Regions from separate parts of the Mus musculus genome. Here region 2 is linked to region 1. The links are chromatin contacts, called in public HiChIP or PLAC-seq maps. All regions are on one chromosome and are shown on one strand. Each heading gives the region's core, a stretch centred on a gene start, on an enhancer-like site or on the middle of the called end of the contact. The rest is flanking DNA. Distances are from core to core; before and after follow the strand shown. Region 1 overlaps Mn1 (meningioma 1). Region 2 has its middle 18 kb from the start of Gm36434.

Evidence for each region. HiChIP or PLAC-seq counts read pairs in DNA pulled down with a chosen protein or histone mark.
Region 2: a contact with region 1 is called in an H3K4me3 HiChIP or PLAC-seq map of forebrain, with 4 times the contacts expected there. The contact joins two enhancer-like sites. A contact is called at or near these places in 1 of 15 datasets of contacts at CTCF or cohesin (large pre-B cells), 9 of 484 Hi-C or Micro-C datasets (cortical neurons, embryonic fibroblasts, embryonic stem cells and 4 more) and 13 of 115 datasets of contacts at active chromatin or transcription factors (VIP interneurons, astrocytes, craniofacial prominence and 10 more).

Annotation. Positions count from the first base shown.
Region 1 is chr5:111,433,181-111,436,108 of GRCm38.p6, forward strand. The region is part of intron 2 of Mn1 (meningioma 1); the gene reads left to right. Among named protein-coding and RNA genes, the nearest start is that of Mn1, 17 kb to the left of the region's middle. Within about 2 kb of position 1,466, at least 24 of the 459 cell types and tissues checked have an H3K27ac peak or open chromatin away from gene starts, as enhancers often do. A contact at or near this core is called in cortical neurons and forebrain, where this site is marked.
Region 2 is chr5:111,680,143-111,682,975 of GRCm38.p6, forward strand. No RefSeq gene overlaps it. Among named protein-coding and RNA genes, the nearest start is that of Gm36434, 18 kb to the left of the region's middle. Within about 2 kb of position 1,424, at least 36 of the 459 cell types and tissues checked have an H3K27ac peak or open chromatin away from gene starts, as enhancers often do. A contact at or near this core is called in cortical neurons and forebrain, where this site is marked.

The DNA.
Region 1 (2,928 bases), core at 216-2,715:
TTAGAGGTGACAGCTGGGGAAGGACCTGCTTTGTCCTGGGTTCACAGCAAGGGGCTGCACTAGGGGGCCAGGTCCAGCAGTGTCTGCCTGAATGACTGTTCTGGGCAGGGGATCAGGTATAGGAGAGACAACAGCACACAGCGAAAGTGTTTTGTGCTTGTCTCGGCTTCCCTGGGATTGGCTGGTGGGTTTGCCTTACTCAGGTGATCAGGGTGGGAGGCATCGCTGCCACTGAAGAACACGACAGAACCCCAGAACACAGCTCTGTGTTGTCTCCATTCATGAAACAGGGTTAAAGCGAATGCTCTAAGATGGGAGAAACTTAATGCTTGTCTTTAATGGTCCTGTTCTAAGACATCTCCCAGCTGAGAGAACTGCCCAGAGAGGTCAGGCAACTCAGATAAGATCACACAGCATAGCTTCCAGTGAGCCTGCCTGAGGCCTTTTCTTTTTTCACGGGGGTTCGGGGTGGGGAATGGGGGACAGAATCTCATCCAGCTGAGTTTTGTATGGACCAAAGCCAGGTTTCAAACCAGAAATTTCCAAACCTTTCTAGAGTGCCCTAGGACGCACTACCCCGCCCCCCCCCAGGACCTTTCAACCCATGCTGTGCTCACACTCAAAGATTGGTCTGGATTCTGGGGAGGCCTTGATGGCGCTCATCCCTCCAGAGGAGAGACTGTGTTTCAGGCCCAGCTCTCGGGCTTTTTCTGAGCTGTGTGGCGTCTGACATCCTCTTCCTCACTCTCTGACGTGGAATGTTTTCCCCATAGAAGTCCTGTGAAGACTGCATAGTGTTAGGTAACGATGCGGAAGCATAAGCTCTGAAGCCAGACCTGGGTTCAGACCCTATCAGCTCTTCTTCCTACTGTGTGCCCTTGGGTACTTTACTTAGTCTCTCTGTGCTTCTATTGAGGCTAATAATAGTTCTACCTCAGTGAGCTGGCCTTCGGGAGCCCCGCGCACAGCTCCAGCCTTTATTGACGGCCTGCTCTGCCGATCGCCTTTCGTATGAGACCTTCAGAGATGTAAGGCATACTCAAAGCAGTGTTTTCACTGTCCGATCTGAGGGGTCGGGGAAACCGAGGCACGTCGCAGTGTCATGCCATCCCTGCAATAAGGATTCTGCCTCGCCATCAGGCTGGAGGGTGGGGAGACAAGCTGTGTACAGACCCTCTTGTTTGAGCCTGTTGGACAGACCTCATGCAGGCATCGGCGGGCTGGCGGCGGCGCTGTCAGGCACTGTCAAGCACTGCTGGTCGCCAGCAGCTGGATGCACGGAGGTGTTTTTCTTCCTCCTGACAGCAATACCCGGCTGGGAAGCGGTCCCTGGTGTGCGTAATGGTCACACATTCCCCCCCCCCCCACCCCTCGAGATGGAGGAATTCATGAGTTACCCCCGACCCTAGCCTCCCAGTTCTGGGCAAGGAGCCAGAGCCAGCCATAAACAGTCTGGGAGCTGACACTACACCCGCAAAACTCCAGTGTCTAGCACCTCAGGTGGGGCCTCAGCAACCTGCAGAACGGGGCTGAACAGGGAGAGTGATCAGGGAGAGGGGGGAGGCAGAGTGTTGACAGACTGAGGTCTCTCTCTGCTGCTGCTGATGGGTGTAAGGAACGGGGAGGCCTGCGTTGGATCCCCTGTGCTGTGTGACCTTGGGCAGGAGCTCCACCTCCCTGATCACTGGTTCCTTCCCCTGTAGACAGGTGGACTCCTGTGATCTTCTCAAGGGTGGGTATTGGCTGAGCAGCGGAGAGGTGGCAGAGAGTTTGGGGTACTGAATTTGGAGGGAAGGGATGGTTCTCTACCCTCAACACAGTTATGAACCCCAGCGTTCATGGCTGCCATCTGGGCTGTGGTGGCCTCAGGGAGACGTCCCCCAGGGGAATTTTGGCAGCATCTAGATACATCTCTGGTTGTCACCCTGAGTCCAGCTCCTCCTGGAGTCTACTGGATAGAGGACTGGCAGGCTGTTAAACGTTCCACTGTGCGTGTGGTGTGACCCCTTTCTACAACAACAACAACGACAACAACCAAAACTCATCCAGCAATACACATCAGTAGTGCCCAAGAAGCTGAAATACCCCCGGACAGCAAAGAGAGGCCTGGGTACAGGATAAACCTCAGATCATTCAACAGGTGCACACCAAGCCCTCACCAAGCAGTGGGGCCACAGGGACAGCCTCGATCCGGTGCAGTCTGCCTTTTAGGGAAGGAGATAGGCCACTGACAGCAAAACCAGACAGAGTCTCGGGATGAACCAGCCTGGAAATGAGGAGGGATAGGCACAGTGTATATTACAGGGAGGTCTGCTGTAGATGGAGACACATGCTGAGTTCTGGATGGTGAGAAGGAGTGGACTGTGGCATTCTGGGATATCAGATCAAAGCTGCTGATACCCATGGTGTAAGCACTGGAGCTGATGCTTCAGCCGCAGACTTTCTGGATCTGTAACACGGCTTCCCGAGTCTCGAAGTCAGCCAAGTCCAACAGTGCAGGCTCAAAGTAGTACAGCTCAGAGAGTTCAGAGATGGCTGGGGCGGCAGTATTTCATTGTGGGTGTGATGGGAGCCGGGAGGTTTTGGACTCTGGAAGGTGAGAGCCTGCCGTGTCACCGTAGATTTCCAGTTAACTGGGGCTTATTTGAATCCAAGGTATCCAGAACATTTTCTTCGTTCCAAGCTAGGATATTGGTTAGGGAGAGGGAAGGGGAGCTGGGGCACCAAGGCAGTCTAGCATGCCTCACCCGGGAAGTCTGTTGTCCTCTGCTCAGGGGAAGGTAGGATTTATGTGCTGGTCTGGGTGCTGGCCTCTTCTGTTCCGTCCCTCAGCCATTGTTCCTGAGACCCAAGGAGGTCACCAGCAGGAAGGCACAGGCTCCACCCAGGTGGCTGCCCTTGGCTTCCACCTTCTAGAAGCTTCTCTCT
Region 2 (2,833 bases), core at 174-2,673, 250 kb after region 1:
CCTGGATCTGTGGCTTTCCCTCCCAGAGCCTCTGTTTTCTCTCTTGAAGCTTGTAACATTGCATCTCTCATTTATAGATTTGGGTGGGTGGGATGTTAAAAATAACAGGTACAGAACACTAAACCCAATGCCTGGAATGGTGAACATGTTCAGTTCACAGATGTGTAAAAGCCCCATGCACCAATGGGCCTTGAGTTTGGAGCACACCAGGCTAGGGGCTGACTATCTGAGCCTGCCCCATGCATGTGTATATCTGTCTACTCATCTATCTATCTACCTACCCACCATCCATCCCTCCATCCCTCCATCCAGCCTCTTACCTATCTGTCCACCCATCCATCCATCTATCCATGCATCCATGCATCCATCCATGCATCTACCCATCCCCCCACCCACCCATCTATTCACCTACCCACCTACCTGTCCATCCATCCATCCACCCACCCATCCATTCACCTACTCACCCACTTATCCATCCATCCATCCATCCATCCATCCATCCATCCATCCATCCACCCAACTGTCCATCTCTTCACCAGAATTTTTTCTTTTCTGTTTTCTTTCGAGACAGGGTTTCTCTGTGTAGCCCTTGCTGTCTTGGAACTCGGTCTGTACCAGGGTGGTCTCAATCTCAGATCCCAGTGCCTCTGCCTCCAAAGTGCTGGGATTAAAGGCGTGCGCCTGACTTTGAGAAATGTTAATTGAGAAAATGTGTACACCTGATGTTACAGTTAAAGTAGACAGTAATGAAGAAAACCTGTCCCCCATACTCCCCAGGCTCTGATACTCTAGAGGAAGAGACACCGAATCCTTAAGGTTTGCAGCTGCTTCAAGGGCTAAGTGTGTTCCTAAGTATGATGAGGCCAGAGGAGGTCTCCTGAGGGATTGGTATGAGACCTGGGCTGAGAAGGACGGATTAAATACTAGCATTGAAGAGAGGGGAAGCGTATTTCACTGGGGCTGCACGTGCAAAGGGTTTGTGGCAGGCAGAAACCTTCTGGCCACACATTCCTGCTGTCTGGAGGGCAGAAAAGATCTAGGGGCCTGGCAGGTATTAGTCCCATGGCCACAGGAGAATCTTGACCTTTACTGTAGCACACTGGAAGCCATGGAAAGATAGAACATGAATTTTTTGAAAGTTCATTTTGTAGCCCTAAGCCTGATACGGGCGGTGTTGGCCTCAGGATCAGGGACAGGCACAGGTCTGACCCTGGCCAACCTGTCCTGGAGCCCCAGGACACTGTCTACACTGAGAAGACTATGACAGCCTGAACCCTCCAGAGGCAGGAACCCAGAACCCCTCACCCCAGCCAGTGGGTTCATTTACATGATCCTAGCTTAATTCATCCAGGGTATGTAAATGTATGCAAACCAGCATCCAGGAGAGGCAAAAATAGCAGGATGCATTAGCATGCCTCGCAGGAACATCGTTTTATGCAAATGGTTGCTGGGCCTACTGAGTGGGCAGAAAGGGGCATCTTCTCATCTCCAAGAGGGCCAGCTTCCTGACCCGCCCTGGACCCTGGCCAACTCTGCCATCAAGGGCGGGGGCAAGCGGGGAGGTCACAGGTACGGGGACAGACAGAATGGGAGGACCTTGGAGGGCTGCTATCCTGGAGTCTGGTGAGGTCCCTAGGATGGTGGGACCTCAGTCAGCTGCTGTCCTGGCTAGTCTTTGCCTCCACCCTGCGTCCCTCCTCCCTCTCTGCTCTGGCTAGTCCTCCTCACAAGCCTCCCTCTGATTGCTTTCCTGTACTGGCTTCTCTGAGATCAGACACAGACCTCCCACCCCTGGCAGCCTGCATTGTACATCCTGGGCACTGGTTCTGCTTTTCCAGGCCTCACCTCTGTCCTTCTCACACCTCTTGCCTCTGTGCCCCCATCCCCATCCCCCGAGTCCCACGCCAGTGTCTGTCTGGCTCTGACATTCCCTGTCACTTCTCCTCAGCTGTCTCCCCGTTTATGTTTCTTTCTCTGCCTCTGTCTCTCTCCTTGTCTTGCTTTGTCTCTGGCTGTTCCTGTCTCTTATTCTTCCCCTGTCTGCTTTTTCTCTTCTCTCCATATCTATTTCTGTCTCTCTGTCTGTGAGGCTCTCTGTCTGTCTGCTTCTGTCTGCAGGTCTCTCCTCCCTAGATTTTTTTCGTCTCCTTTTCTGTGCTTGTCTCTGCTCTTTCTATATCCACCCCCCATCTCAGGAGACCCCCTCCACTCCATCTCAGGAGACCCCCCTCCACCCCATCTCAAGAGACCCCCCTCCACCCCCTCTCAGGAGACACTGAGGGACTGCCCCCCCAGAAGTACTCCTTCCTGCTCCTGGGATCACCAGAAGATGTGTGGCCATTTGGGGGAGACATGGGGTCTCCCTACAACCCACATTCTGGTGACACCCAGATTCTGGCTGCCATCCACATCAGGAGGGCTGGGGGCCTGAGAACCCTTTTGAAGCTAGGGCCCTTGCTAGCTGAGATTGCCTGGGTTGGGTGAAAGCCAGGGATATGGCTTGGTAGTGACTGAGATTGGGTGATAGCTACTAAGTAAGGGCTGCCTCTTTGCCTCAGTTTCCTTTGCTGAGATGTGGTCCTACTGTGGTCCAAGTCAGGGCTTGCTGCGACTCAGCAACATTGCTCTCAAGTGTATGTCACCCATCTTGCCTTGACTTCCACTTGTGCCTATTGGCCTCAGTCAACCATCTTGCCTTGATTTCCACCTGTACCCATTAGTCTCAGTTTCCCCACCTGGAGACCAGTCCTGCCATTAGGTCATAGGGTGGTGGTTCCATAAACTGTCCTTTTCCTTCCTTCTCCAACTTTGCTGGTGGGTTCCTGGCATCTCT